2 separate regions of the Mus musculus genome follow, and region 1 is linked to region 2. The links are chromatin contacts, called in public HiChIP or PLAC-seq maps. All regions are on one chromosome and are shown on one strand. The core of a region is the stretch at or near the end of the contact, and the rest is flanking DNA. Distances in the headings are between cores, read along the strand shown.

What was found. HiChIP or PLAC-seq counts read pairs in DNA pulled down with a chosen protein or histone mark.
Region 1: a contact with region 2 is called in a FOXA1 HiChIP or PLAC-seq map of pancreatic cancer cells. The contact joins two enhancer-like sites. A contact is called at or near these places in 2 of 115 datasets of contacts at active chromatin or transcription factors (extraembryonic endoderm stem cells and pancreatic cancer cells).

Annotation. Positions count from the first base shown.
Region 1 is chr19:55,856,942-55,864,347 of GRCm38.p6, reverse strand. All of the region lies in intron 5 of Tcf7l2 (transcription factor 7 like 2, T cell specific, HMG box), which reads right to left. Among named protein-coding and RNA genes, the nearest start is that of Gm52391, 77 kb to the left of the region's middle. Within about 2 kb of position 1,602, at least 41 of the 459 cell types and tissues checked have an H3K27ac peak or open chromatin away from gene starts, as enhancers often do. A contact at or near this core is called in pancreatic cancer cells, where this site is marked.
Region 2 is chr19:55,226,288-55,233,939 of GRCm38.p6, reverse strand. It overlaps Gucy2g (guanylate cyclase 2g), which reads left to right. Exons shown (of 21, transcript NM_001081076.3): 4 at 716-901; 5 at 2,781-2,922; 6 at 4,097-4,232; 7 at 5,705-5,817; 8 at 6,422-6,597. Among named protein-coding and RNA genes, the nearest start is that of Gucy2g, 11 kb to the left of the region's middle. Within about 2 kb of position 1,634, at least 110 of the 459 cell types and tissues checked have an H3K27ac peak or open chromatin away from gene starts, as enhancers often do. A contact at or near this core is called in pancreatic cancer cells, where this site is marked.

The DNA.
Region 1 (7,406 bases), core at 353-2,852, 630 kb before region 2:
ACTACACTAATTGGCTTGTGAATATTCATGAAAACCAAAACATCATCTTCTATCTAAATCTAAGAGTTACTTTAATTTTTTTTTTTTTAAAGTCTGCATTGATGTTTGCTTTCCTGAAGATAAAAGAATGTTCTGGGCATTCTTTATTCTTGGGACTACTAATTTGAAGAGAGCTGTCACGCGGGAGCATGGAGTCGTGTGGGGTATTGACATGGCATTGAATTATTTAAAGGAAATTAACAATGCTTCCTGTCCTTGGAGAACAACATCTGTGAGAAGAGTCATTGGGCTGTGCTTGCCTCTGCTAGTCAGGGATCTTGTGCGGGGCGGGAGGCCTTCCTCAGCACCCTGAATTTGAAAAGAAAATCTATACTATAGACTGCTAATTGCTAGTAGCAATGGCAAAGTTGAGGTGATAGCTTCCCTTCCAGCAGGAGCCATAAAGAGCCCAGGAAATTACTTTCTAGGTTCAAGTTTAATGGAATAGTGTGCGTTCTCGCGTGTGACGCTGAGTCACGTGGCCTTTACGGGCCAGCTGGGCATCAAGCATTCACTTGAGCGCCAGCCCCACCCTCTTCTTGTAAAGTGGTGACTTTATGGCTCTGATTTCCCTAGCGGTGGTCAGCACGGCCAGACAGTATGGCACCTGGAATGAGAATAACCCGAGGAGAATTCAGGGATGGAGGTGGATGCGTGGGCCCTGCCCTCATGAGAGGTAAACTTTGGATGGGCGGCTTCAGTTCAGAGCTGGCTTGCTTCATACCGTCATTCTGCTCCAAGACCTACCTCCAGATACCAGGGCTCCCCAACCTTTTGTAAGGAGTGGCTGCTTTTCGTGTCCCTGAAGACTTGCGTGCTGACAGTGAAGTCTGAGGGGGTGTAGAAGTGCGGACAGGCATGGCCCTGAGTGCAGCAAGGGAGGGGGCTCTGCTGCCAGGAAGAAAGGGGGACAGGGTGAGGCTTGAGGAGAGAGGGCCGAGTCACCAAGGCATACCCAGAATTCTCCACACCTCCCTGCCATGCAGATGGGGTCCCTGAGGGACATCTCAAACGCGACTTCCTCATGCAGAGTTCCTACGATGCCCCTTCCCGCCATCCCCATCCCTAACCACACCGTTCCCCCGATGAATATGGTTGCTCCTTCTTCTAAGCAACCAGCCAGCCACTTATCTGTGCCTTCTCTCAACTTACCTTACTGAAGCTTCTATTAGGATAAACTTAACGGGGTTGCTGGTGTTTACACCTCACAGAAACATACCTATGTATGACTGCCCTCACCCTTGAGCTGTCGGGGCTCCAGTCTTAACCTCCACGCCCCCCTTGGCTCCCTTAGACTATAGCCTTCTGAGAGAAGCCACAATAGCGACTTCATGGATCATGCCGTGCACACCCCATGTGTTCTCGAAGCATGCTCAAAGGAGGTTTGCTCAACAGGTATCTGATCCCAAAAGTGTCAGGGTAAGAACTGCCTTCTCCATCCAGGCCCCTAGAAAGGGCTGAGCTGGCTACTCCTTTAATTCTCACAACCTCCACAGGAAGTAAGAGTGTTCTGCCTATTTCACAGAGGAGGAAGCTGACTCAGAGACGTTAAGGAGCATGCCCAAGGTCACACAGCTAGTAAACGGTAGAGGGACAGAATGGACTGTTTAGTCAACTCTGGCAAATGGCTGCTGTGTAGACCTACACACCTAGTCAGAGGTTCCATACAGCCCCATTAACAGGGTAGAGAATTTAGAGGGAGTATTTAGAGGTGTGAAGAACAGTTTAGAGGTTCAGAGTGGGCTACTTCAAAAGGACAAAAGACATTCCAACTTTCTCAAGCTTGGCTGTTGGTCGGCTGGTACTCCTGGGGATTGAACCCAGGGACCTGTACATGCTAAGCAAGAGCTCTGCCCCTGGGGTATATCCCCAGCATGAGAGGGAACAAGAGAAGGAAGAAGGTGACTGTATCTTTTAACAATCCTGCAAAAGATGGACTGGGTAGACTTGTCCACCCCAGATGACTATGGATAATTCTGAAAGGTAAATCAAGAAAAACAAAGGAGAGATCGAGAAGCCACAACCCTAGAGCGGCCTACATGGCCATCGGAACACCATCCTTCCCTGTGTTCTGTTGGGTATAATAACCATCCACAGGCAAACGGAGCTTCCCAGGTGACAAAGGGCAGCCAACTGCTGGAAGCTTGGGGGCCTGTCTAGGAAAGGCAGCTAAGGGCCAGCAAGGGCACTGGCTTGCTACTATGCAGTAAGTATGTGTGCATCTGGAAGTAGGACCTTCACAGTACTCACTGGTAAACAGTGAATCATAGACGTTTCAGCTGGCCTGGAGGATCAGCCCGGCTTTAGTGACAGTGCTTGCATTTAGCTTTGTCAACAGCCCTGCCCCACCTGAGTGCTGCATTCAAGGGAAGCACAAGGAACAGCACCAGTTGTTTTGGGAGGAGCCCAGCAACATGAGGGCTTACAGCTTATCTCCCCACTTTGTTGGACTAACAAAGCTACTATCACAAGAAGCAAGACTCCCAGGAGCAAGTGGCTGGGGAAGGGAGCTTGGAGCTATTCAGTGAGCAAGGGCTGCCTTTAAGTACAGTCTCTGTTACATTCTGTAGAAGCTTACTCCTTACCTATCCACTTACAGGGCCTGTACTACACCACACACAGAGAGAAACACACACACACACAGTGTGTGTGTGCATTCACATGCTTACAACCCTGGATATCTTTCCTTCCATGCTTAGGAGCTAGGGAACCTCGGAGCCAAATTTGGCAGTCACGTTCCTTCTGTTTGATGAGGGAACTGCTTTGAACTTGAAGGGCTCACCTTACCCTACTTTACCTAATAGGCTTACCCCAGCTTCTCCTTGTAAGGTCTTTAAGATATTCGTTTCTAGTATTTCCATAGAATAGAAGAACTTATAAACCCCGTAAAAATTTTAGGAGATAGACATCTTATAAAACTTTGGACATAGACATGGATATAAAGGGAAGGGAGGGTTTTGTAGGTGAGGGCCACGAAGCTCAAGCAGGCACTAAGAACGATGGAGTGGGAGCAGCAGAGTTCTGAGCTCCATAGCCTTTTCTGGGTTTCCCAGCAATAAAATCTTAAATTATTTAGGAGACACTGACCTGACTCTATGACGCTATCAGCTTAGCTAAGTGGAGTGTGCTGCTTCCCCCAGCTTGAGGAGTAGGCAGGTTTTTTTAGGTATATACCCACGCCCCCACACTGCAACCTCTTAACATAGATGCCAATTCAAAATCAAGGTCACAGACATGAAGGGGCAAAGGTAAGATCTTCTTGGACTTGAATAAACTTCCATGAGTGAAGTCAACTTGGAGGACAGCAGAGCAAAGAGCTCCTGGGAAACAATCCTGAACCACGGGGCCCCTGGATCCAGCCACGGGGTCCATCTCCTTCTCCTGTCCTTGCCAGTTATAGATCTGCACATTCATTTTCTCAGGCTAGTTTGCATGAGGGATGAAGAGAGGCAGTAACTGGGTGCAGAGCGCTGCAGTCATCGTAGACTGAGCTCAAGCACTACAGTCATCATAGAATGAGCTCAGAGCACTGCAGTCATTGTAGACTGAGTTCAAGCACTGTAGTCGTTGTAGACTGAGCTCAGAGCAGCAGTCATTATAGACTGAGTTCAAGCACTTCAGACATCGTAGACCAAGCTCAGGAACTGGCTGCACTTCTAAGCAGTGCAGTAGAAGAAAAAGAGGAATGTTCTTTAGAAAACTGAACTCCCTTCTCCTGCATGAGGTTGGAGAGGCACTTGAGATTTGTCCAGTCTCTACCAGCCACACACTGGGTAGAGCTGCCCTGCCCCCTGCTCTCCTCTAGAGTTCCCATCACAGCCACAGCAGCACTGGCCAAGCAGAATAAGTGGACCTGGGAGATGGGAGCTACATATCCTCGGCAGGGTCCCTGGCTTTTGGAAACACTGCTGGATGCAGGTGGGCTTCTGGAGGAGGTATCTTCCAGAGAAGGGAGACTAAACTAAAAGGATATGGCATGGTGATAAAGAAGGCAGACTAGAGGAGGAGGAGACGATGGGTCAGATGCTTAACACCTAAGGGCACGGTGTGTTAGCCAGATCTATAAACAGCTGCCGGAAACATAATCAAAGTGTGCTACCCACAAAGTCCACCGAATTTGCATATTCCACTATCGTACTTCCTTGTGAGCTTCCTATCTCCTTCCACAAGGTGCTGGGTGATAGTCAAACTCATGTGATAGGATGGAAGCCAGCAAGTTAAAACACGCACATGTGTACACACACACACACACACACACACACACACACACACACACACACACACGGAAACACAGAAAAACAAGAGTTGGAAAACAGTTTTTAAAAACAAACAAATCAAAACAACGAGCCCTAAAAATACCAAAACATTCAGAAACATTTTGCATAAAATAATATCAGAGTGAAACTGGCTGACAGCTGTTCACTACTGCGAGAATCTGAATCCATCCACCACGCTGCAAGAATGGGGCTTGCACTTTACTTCTGGCTCCACAAAAGCGCTCACCTTCAGGACTGTGAAAGCCAACTCCATGTACAAATCCTCTTTCGCGTCTATATAACTACATGTACCTTCTGTTGGTTCTGTGCCTTTAGTCAGTTTTACATGTTTGTTTGACAGGACTACAAGGCGTCCAGATATTTGCTCAAACATTATTCTTGGCTGGAGATGTAGCTCAATGGATGTCTAATGTGTTCAAGGCCTCAGTTTCAATCCCTGACATAAGAAAAAATAAAACGAGATTTATGAAAGTCCTAGGTGGTTCTGGGTAAAGTGCACTGCCTTCGCTAGTATGGGTAGGGCTCTTCTGTTCACAGATGAAGGTGTCGATAAACCATAAGATGGATCCCTGGAGTGGGGAGAGAATTCTTCTGTCCTAACTACCTTTGACCATGGCTGAAACACAATTGCTTCCCAAGTATAGAGATGGCAGGCTTCAGAAGGACATCACAGCACCTCCTCCTGCCAGTCCTTGATTCTATAACTAAATAAGAATGTTACCCTCCTGAGCATCCTGCATGCCAACTGCAGCCACGAGGTCCTCTCAGCCTTCCTAGCTGTGTAGGCCAGTTCCTGCCACCTTTCTATGCCTCCTGCACACCAGTCATTTGGCTCTGCATCTGTGCAGACCCTAACATATGTGGTTGAGTTTGAGGGTTTCTCCTACATGGCAAGTTGAGAATCCCTTGAGTCTCAAAGGGAGATCAGAACTTGATTATGGAAGAATCACTAATCAAATACCATCTTTTGATTGGCACACACACACACACACACACACATACACACACACACACACACACACACACACACACGAACAAGGCCAACAGAAAACAATAACAGCCATTCAAACAAACAACCCACATGCGCATTAAGTATCACCTTGGAGAGAAGTAGAAGGCCTTCATTGGTCATGACGTGACTTTAAGCACCAGCCACAATTCTCACCTTGTAAGGTGAGGTAACTTTGATGGGAATTAATTACATTTGAAATAGTACATTGGTCCACATGTGTGCATGACTGAATGCCTGGTCAGGAAGGACAGAATCATGTAGAAGGAAGTCTCAGAGCAGACACAGACAAACGTCCAGGACATACACACAGCCCCTCCCTCTATAAATGTACATGTCCTGTCATTCGAGCGCTAGTCTCAGATCTGACATTAACTGGCATGGAGTGGCCAGTCCCTACGGACAGAGGATATGAGGACAACGTCCACCTGGACCTTCACATATCCTAACTTAGGGTGGAGGCAAAGCATGCAGAAGTGTGGGGGCTCAGGGTTCTTCATACTTGGTGATCCCAGCACTCTGAACACGTTTCACACAGAAACAGAGGGGAATCCCCATGTCACTGAGCCCAAGGGACTCAGTGTGTCCTGTCAAAGACGCTGCTAGCTCACAAGTCCAAAAGCCATAATGCCTCCTTCTCTCTGGTCATTGTTGTTACATAAAGTGTCTACCTGACAGCAGCCAGTTCACTGAAGGAGAAGAGGCAAGCCAGGATGCTGATCGACTTGGCCACATAAATGTCCACTTGGCCATGGAGGATAGCAAGAATGTGAACCGATGACATCTTCTGTAAGGTCCCTCCTGGCTAAAACAAAATCTTAGCAACTTGTCCTCCCCAGAACATTTGGAAATATGATATATAGGAAAGAATAATGTGGGTGCAAAATGTGTGTGTGTAGGGGTGGGGGTAAGCATCTGGGACAGCTAGGGAAGGAGGGGAGGGGTACTGTCGTCATTTTGAGTAAACAGGTGTTTTACTCTTTTGTCACCATCAACACTAAATTGCCCCCAATGGGGAAGTCAAGGCCTTCTTGGTATTAAGAGGTAACAAGCTGAAGTGGAAGCCATAGCATTGCCCAGCCTTGAGAAAGCAGCCAGAGCATGTGAAAATCAACAAACGAAGTGCTGAGAGGCACAGCTGGAATACCAAGTCTCACATCCCAGACCCCAGTTGACATCGGCTACCTACAACAGTGTGGGGGCTCCATGAGGCCTCATGCAGATGGCAAGACAAGCTTCTCTCTTCCACTTTCATAGCCTCTGTTCCCACGTGGAACTGAGTGTCCCTGTTCTTAGCAGTGTCACCTCTCCAGGTAAGAAAATAGCTCCTGTGTGACCATGTTCCAGGAGGACTGAAGACTAACCTCAGGCTCACGTCCTTCCTCAGCAATGACTCACTGTGTAAGACATCATCAACTCAGCTCTAAAGGACTACAGGCTACAGAGAGCTTGGAGTTCATCGGATGAAGCAAACATGATGTGGTACTTGCTGTAGATAGAGGGAGCTCTTTCTCTCAGTCCAGTTTTGGGGATGAGTGTCTACCTGTGCCCAAGCTTTTGACATTGCAGTGGCTGTCACGCACAGCCTCACGTTGGAGAACCATGCAGTTGAGTTTTCACAAGTGCAGTTTAAGTAGGTTATATTTGCAGTGAGCCACATCAACAGCTACCCTACAGTAGCTGTAGCCCATGGGCCTGCAAGTTAAATCCCTCCAATATAGCCTTGAGAGAGTCATGGGCCATGGGGCAAGGTGACTTGTTCTAGATCTCTGCTTTCTGGTGGAAAATCTTCTCTTTAAAAATGAAATTGTTCCCTGTAGCGGGAGGGTAATCTGCCTAAAATGGAGTCGAGACCTGGAAGATTGGGAATCTCATGTACCACTAGGGCCAATAGATAGCCTTGCAAAACAATGATAAGCTGGTGTGGGTACACAAGCCCCTTCTCCTGGATCAGTTGAGATGAAATGCTTTAAAACGCAAACGACAGACTTCCAGAAGAACCCTGGAATTCACTCTGGAAATGTTCTCATATTCTCAAAGTGTTAGCCACAGCAGCCCCAAATATGAATCCTCCTTTCCCG
Region 2 (7,652 bases), core at 385-2,884:
ATCGCTGCTTGCAGGTAGATGGTGGGAGGAGCGGGTGGGACAGCGCTTACAGTTTGCAGAGAATCACTTCCTGCCCTTCCTTCTTCCTTGCGAAACTCTGATAGTTCCAACTGGTATAGAGTACAGGAAGAACATACAGTGGAGAGTACACCATGAAGGGTTCATACGTGATCACCCTGCTTCTTAAAACCATGCTGAAGTCCATTTGATAAAAAATGACTTTCAGTTAGGTTTACACTGTAAAAAAAAAAAAATCAAGCTGCAGAGGAACTGTATAATGTAATATCAGTTATGTAAAGCACACATGCCTTGTATGTGTACACACACATGCCTGTGTGCCCCTAGATATGCTGACACTAGGGAATTTGGGATCCAGTGATCACACTTGTCAGAGCAGATCGGCATCTAGATGCAACTGATGGTTATAAAGAGTGACACCGCAAAGCACAGTGGGACCAGGCGGTCCTAAATGTGCTCGGTTTGACAGTCTTTCCTGCTACTTATATAAGCTTAACATGTCTTAGCTGCTTGGTGCCTCCGTGTGTTTCTCCTTCTTTCTTCTCTGGCTGTGAACCTAGCATCGCAGAGCCTTCTGGGATGATTGTATTTCCACAAACTAGCACACGACAATTTAGGTTCCTTGATGCCTTGAATGTAATTGGGCTCCACGTGTCATTTCTTACAGCACGGTGACATTTATTTTGTTACATTTTAGGACAGTTTTTGGAAGGAAGTACTGACAAAGGACAAGGTGATACGCTTTCCCAAAGTCTATGAGTCGGTGTTTCTCATCGCACCCAGCGCCTATGGAGGAGGCATTGGAGATGACGGTTTCCGGAAGCAAGTCTCCCAAGAACTGAGGAGGCCACCCTTTCAAAGCTCCATCACCTCAGAGGACCAGGTCTGTGGGCAGCTTCTACACAGTCGATCAGACATTTTTCTTTCTTCTTCCTGCCTCTTCTCCTACAACTACACACACACACACACACTCATACATATACGCACACACACACATATATACATACATACATATGCACACACATTCACATACATTCATATGCATCCACATTCACACAGAGAAACATACACATATACACACTCATACACACCTAAATGTACACACACACATCCACATATTACATCACATATATACACAATCACACACATATACACACAGTCACACACATACTCATACACACATGCACACACACATACACATACTAAATCCACATACACATATAGTCACATACACACACACACACACACACACACACACACACACACACACACATCTTCCCTAGCCCAAAATAAACAGTAGTGTGATTTTTTTTGTGATGTTTGTACCCATGACCACAGAGGAGCCAGAGTTATGGGGTGGAAAGCTACTGGCCTTTGCTATTTACTAACTATGGAGTCTTTGAGTAAATTACCTAATTTCCTCATAGCCGGATTTCCTCAAACATGAACTGGACTCCTCCGTGGCGTCTCCCTTCCAAGCTGTGGCCTTGAGTGTCACACTACACTGTGTTGACACAGCAGAAAAGATGCCAACGGGAACCTCAGACTATGCTGATGGCCTTTGTCAGGACGATGACGAGACTATTAGTCAGAACGGAGCAGTCAAATGGGGAGTGGCAGAGGTCAGGCAAGCAGATAGGCTTTGTGAGGGAAGACAGTCATGAGAGGTCACGTCAGCCAGCAGGAACATGACTGTGTACAGAGGGAGAACAACATGGCAGAATTTACTGAGAATCCTGCCAAGAGAGGAAACTACTTCCACTCTGGGGCCAAGCTGAGACAATGAAGACAGAGGCTTGATGAGGAATGAGAGTCAGACTGTAAACCCGACTGTGATGATAGTGTGTGTGTGTACCTGTGTGTGCATACCTGTGTGTGCATGTGTGTTTATGTATGTGTGTACACATGTGTATATATGTGTATGCATGTGTGTGTGAGTGTGTGTATGTATATGTGTATTTATGTGTGTGAATGTTTAACATAGGTGTGTATGTGTGTATCTATGAGTTTGTGTGTATGTGTGTGAGTTTGTAATGTATGTGTGTGCATATATGGGTGTGTATGTATGTTTATGTGTGTCTGAATGTGTAATGTGTATATATGTGTGAGTGTATAATGTATGTGTGTGTATATGTGTATGTATATACAGGTATGAGTATGTATGTATGTGTGTATGTGTGTGTGTGTGTACGTGTGTGAGAAAGGATGGTTATTTATAGGGATCTCTCTGTTCCAGCTGCTGTAGGGGAAAGGTGGTTTTGTGTGTGTGTGTTTGTGGGGGTGTGTATGCGTGTATGCACGTGTGTTTTGTTGATTAAATCATCAGGTACTGAAGAACTACTGTGGGCATCTGCCTCATCCAGCCACACTCATGTTTCACGAATTGTTTCATCCCAGATTATAAATGAGTGAGCTGAGCCCACTCTACTCACTCTGCTCTCACAGCCAGACAAATGACAGACATTCTGGCTTCTGAGTCTTCCACCCAGGCCACATCCTCTTCCCACAAATAGCAGATAGCCTCTAGAGCCGTTCTTGGTCTGAGCATGTGATCCAATTAGAAAACAAGGGGCCACAAGGAAAGCTGAAGACTTGGACAGCTAGGTTTGCTATCATCCGGTGTGGGCGTGAGGTAGCTCCCTCCCTTCTCACACACACACTGGCGTGGGCTGGTCCTGTGCTCAGAGGATGGAAAATTATTTCTTCTAGCTGGGTGGCGGGAGCTCGGGGTGTGCGCACCTTGTTTGCTTCTCTTGTTGAAGGTGAGCCCGTACTCTGCCTACCTGCACGATGCTCTCTTACTCTACGCTCAGACTGTGGAGGAAATGAGGAAGGCTGAGAAAGACTTCCGGGATGGGCGGCAGCTGATTAGCACCCTGAGAGCTGGTCAGGTCACACTGCAGGGTAAGGTGGTCTTTGAGCTCAGGCTTCTTAGCCACATCCCTGTGGACTTGGAGATGATGAATGTCTGTCATAGTTTTCCTCAAAGGCCTGCCTCATTCTGTTAATGAATATTTATGATCGCATCACAATTCCAGTTTTCCATAGGGCATATGGGCTTAGAGCTTCCTGACTGCTTCAGGTTTCCCTGACCAGGGGATGAGGAGGCCCCTGAACCTCATCCTTGTTCTTATCTTCATCTCCCTGGGAACTCTCTCTCTCACACACAGCTTCTAATAATGCCCCCCACACCCAAAAGGGACTTGCCTTTAGTATATGTCTGAACAATAAGGAAGGCAGTGTAATATCACAGAAAGAAAAGGGCACCAGGCCTCAGAGCCCTGCACTGTGGGCCAACTCTGCCTCCCTTGGCTCTGGAAGAAAGACTTGGGACCCTGTGCCTCCAGGGCACATGCGATAGGGCTGAGTCACCCCTTTTCTAGGGCCACAGGGACATAGATCACAGGATCACAGGGCCAGGCACATAGAAGCTACTTTATACGTGACAATATTTTGTTCTGTCCTCAGTGGAACCTAACGCCAGGGCATGGCTTCTGGTTTGGGGTGTAGAACAGGTGTTCTTCCCTTTTCCGAAGTCTCTCCTTGATAACCAGAGTTTAGCATGTACCAAGCAGGTCGAGCAAACCTGCTGAAACTGAGCACCCTGTCAAAAGCTTCAGCACCCACCACAGTCAGAAGGAAGGGCCCAGACCTTTACAATCCTCTGTCTCAGGGATGCTTAGAGGTGAGTAGCCAGCACGGCAGGGACCAGAGAGGCAGCTGTCTCTCCTTCATCCCCAGCCAGCTGCTGCCCTCTGGCCATTCAGCTTCCAGTACATTTTCTAATTTCATGGGAAGCAGTTTTGGATGAAATGCAGGCAAGCTGGCTTAATTTTGAGCATTTGGTTTTTTTTTCTTCTTGACATTGGATGAGCCTTGAATTTGGAGCTAAAGAGGTCCACCTGCCTTCCCAGTGTAACTCCCACTTCTGAGACATCTTCTGTCCATTGGTGTTCGTATTGACCCTAGCTCAGGTTCTGTGAAATGGCAAAGCCTTGCATCATGTTTGATGGGATGGGCTGCCGCGTTCAGCTGTGAGAGCCACATTACTCTCACCTGGTATAACCTCTCTTTCCAGGAATCACCGGTCCTGTGCTTTTGGACTCCCAGGGGAAAAGGCACGTGGATTACTCCGTCTATGCTCTGCAGGAATCTGGAAACAGGTCCCTCTTCCTTCCCTTTCTTCATTATGACAGTTTTCAGAAAGTAATCAGGTACTGCTGGTCACTTCTGTAAGATTAATTATGTTGTCCGTGGGGGGAACCAGAAGTCTGGGATCTAGTTCTAACATTCTTCTAGTCAGTCTATTCACTCAGGAATGTCCAAGTCATGGCCTGTGGGCTGCACATATTTCAGGATAATTATAAATGCAACCTAACATAATCTTGTAAACTCACGTGAAGCCTGAGGTATTTTCTGGTATATATGTACACGCAAACACACACAAACTCAGTTCTCAGGCATGGGTTTTGTAGATGACATCATCGTGTTATAGTGTCAGAGCCTTCTGAACTCACAAAGGTCAACTTTGGGAGTTTTGCTCAGATTGTGGGTATGGTTCTTTTCAGGGTCCCTGGGGGAGGAGGGCGCCCAGGAGCACAGCATCCCAAGTACACCTCCAGAGGGGCTTTACCCTCTTTGATGCCCCAGCTGGATCCCATCTCCAATGGGGCCCAGAAGAAGCTCTGAGCTCCCCAAGGCAGTGAATGACAGCGTCACCTTCGGCCCAAGTCCACATTCAGTAAAACCACTTGCCTATAAAGTGTGACTCCCAGAAGCTCATGTGGACATCAGGACCTTGTGCTGTTCTGAGTTCCCAGTACTAGGAATTCCCACAAAAATTTTTGGTTTTGTTTTTCTCAGCTACAAACCAACGAGGAGGTAAAAAGAAAAGCTAGGGTTTAATTCAGTGTCCACCCGCTCCCATTTCTACTAACTCAGATTCCATGGGAGACATTTTCCCTCCCTTATTCTTTGGGAAAAGGAAGTCTCAGAATGGGTTGGCATAAAGCACAAAATAACTATAAGAACCAGTCCTGAGTATGCTAGGAAGGGGCACATTCCATGTAGGGGGTAGCGTTTGGCCTGTGAACCATCAAGATGCTTGCTATGCAATAAAATCTGTTTGTGTCAAACATGGCTGACACTTGCAGCATTGGCACACGATCCTTTAAGTCAAAAGAGACGTGGTTTAAATTACAGACTGGAAGATATTCTACCTGGAAGAAAAGGAGGCATAGCCTTCTTTATATTACATGATAGTAATGGAGGCCTGAAGTCTGAAGAGTCTAAGGGAGTTAGAAAACCACCTACCAAGTCACCAGAGGGTTGAATTAAGGGACTGAGGCCCACTTGCTGGTTGTGTTTATTTGTTTGTTTGTTTATATTTATTCATCTCTGTGTGTGCATTCATCCATGTATGCACAGGGTGGGGCATGTGTATGTCATGGCATGCATGTGAGCTACAAGGACAACACTGGGGAGTTGGTTCTGGCTTTCCATCCTGTGAGCTCCAAGGATATAACTGGGTCACTGGGCTTCAGAGCAAGTGTCTTTACCCACGGAGACATCTCTCCAGATACTGGTTTGAATGTTTGTTTTTTATGTATGTCTCATGTTACACATGGGGTGAAGACAGGTGGAACAAACGCACTCCACGCTGACCTTTGTCTTCTCTGTTTTAAAGACCCTGGAGGAATGACTCGAACACCTCATGGCCCCATGGCTCCCTTCCTGAGTATAAACCTGGCTGTGGATTTCATAACGACCTTTGCAAAACGAAGCCACCCACTGTAGCAGGCAAGCATGGCAGCTCAGAGAAGGTAGTGGCGAGAGTTTCACAGCGGCGCTCTTTGGGGCAGAAGAGTTTTCTGTGTGAGACTGTCCTGTGCTTTGTGGATGGTGAATAGCAGCAACCCTCTAGTTAGAACTGAAAGTGTTTGCAGACACCATCAATACCTCCTAGGGGCACCATTGCCTGCCTTCCGTGTTAAGAGCCATCGCTATAAGGAACCTTGGCTCCTGAGATTTGAGTCATATAAGTTCCTTCTGGGAGGCGGAAGTATTCTGGGTAGGAGGATGTGGCTAAATGGTTAGAACATGCCTGGAGGACAACATAATAGAGAGTGCATAGGAACTATTCAGCAAAAGTGTTAGGAATCAGTGCTGTGTTCTTACTGTAGAAGTCTCTATTAACAAAGGGATGGCTAGAGTTGTCATGGTAGCGAGGGTGGAGTGAGGACCTGGCAGAGTAGGATCCCAGCAGAGCCAAGTCTGAATGGCTTCAGCATGTCACAACCTAGGCCACCATATCTGGACAGACCTTGAGACACCTGCTTGGGGGGGGGGGCATGCTCACCTCTGCTCATAGGTGGGCCTGAGTAATGGCTGTCTCTTCCTCCAGGTATGACAGTGACTGTGACTGCTGTGATCCCCACGGTGACGTTCCTGGTTCTTGCCTCGGCAGCTGCCATCACAGGTCTGATGTTATGGAGGTTGAGAGGGAAAGTGCAGAGCCATCCTGGAGACACCTGGTGGCAGATCCGTTATGACAGCATCACTCTTCTGCCTCAGCACAAAGTGAGGCCACACACACTTTCCTCGTGACTTGACAAGGGACCTCCCCTAGGAACGTCTACTGTAAGAACTGTAGCAAGTCACCGATGAAGTGAGCAACCATCACACTTCCTCTTTCTCCCTCAGCAGCCCATACCCCCAAGAGCAACTCCCAGCTCTTTGTTGGACTTTGTAACTGGTTTGCTCTTGTGTAGGTCTTGTGCAGTTAACCGTAGTATCTGTGAGTTCACATCCAGAGTCCACCTTTGCATTCGTTCATCTCTTACACGCTTTCAACCAGCCTATCACGCTGTTCCCTGAGCCTCGGGACATATATATTCAATTTGTGGCCAAAACTCAGCTTCCAACTATTTAGAAATAACCGGCACTCCTCTAAAGCTCCCTTCAACTCTGTGGGGGTGTTCAAACGTTAAAGACAGTCCCCAAGGGCATCCAGTCCTTTTCAAAACAACATTAACTCTTTAATCTACTGGATGGCACACAGTTCATTTGCATAACAATCGTAGCAATCTACCATCCAGTGTAGAGCAAGCATCAAGGAAGGCACGAGGAAGGCACATGCGCAGAGGGCTATCTCCTTAAAAAAAAGCCCTGAAATGGAGAGTGACTGGAAGACTTCTGAGAGGAGGTGACAAGAGGAGGAATGAATTGCTAATAGTGACAAGGAGAGAGGGCACATAGAACTTGACAGGGTATGGGGTGCTGAAGGCTGGAAGATGGACTGGTACCAAGTCTGGTAGGTTTCAGAGTCCTAAAACTAGAAGACCGACTTCTATTAGTCAGTTACCTTCAAATGTCTTCAGGGATTTGAGCTTCCTCTTCCCTCTGCACACACACTGCTTTAATCTAAATTGCTTGTAATTTTGCATTAATATTCACCTTAAATAGGACTAGGTTCCTATGCTCTGATGGTGCACGTTTTGTTGAAGAGGTGCTGGATGTATTAAAAACAGAGGTAGCCTAGTCTCACTCAGGGAAAGGACTGACTACACGCCCACCTCTACTTAAATACCCCAGTGAACACAGGAATGAATACAGGCAGTCTGCCCCTACTTAGA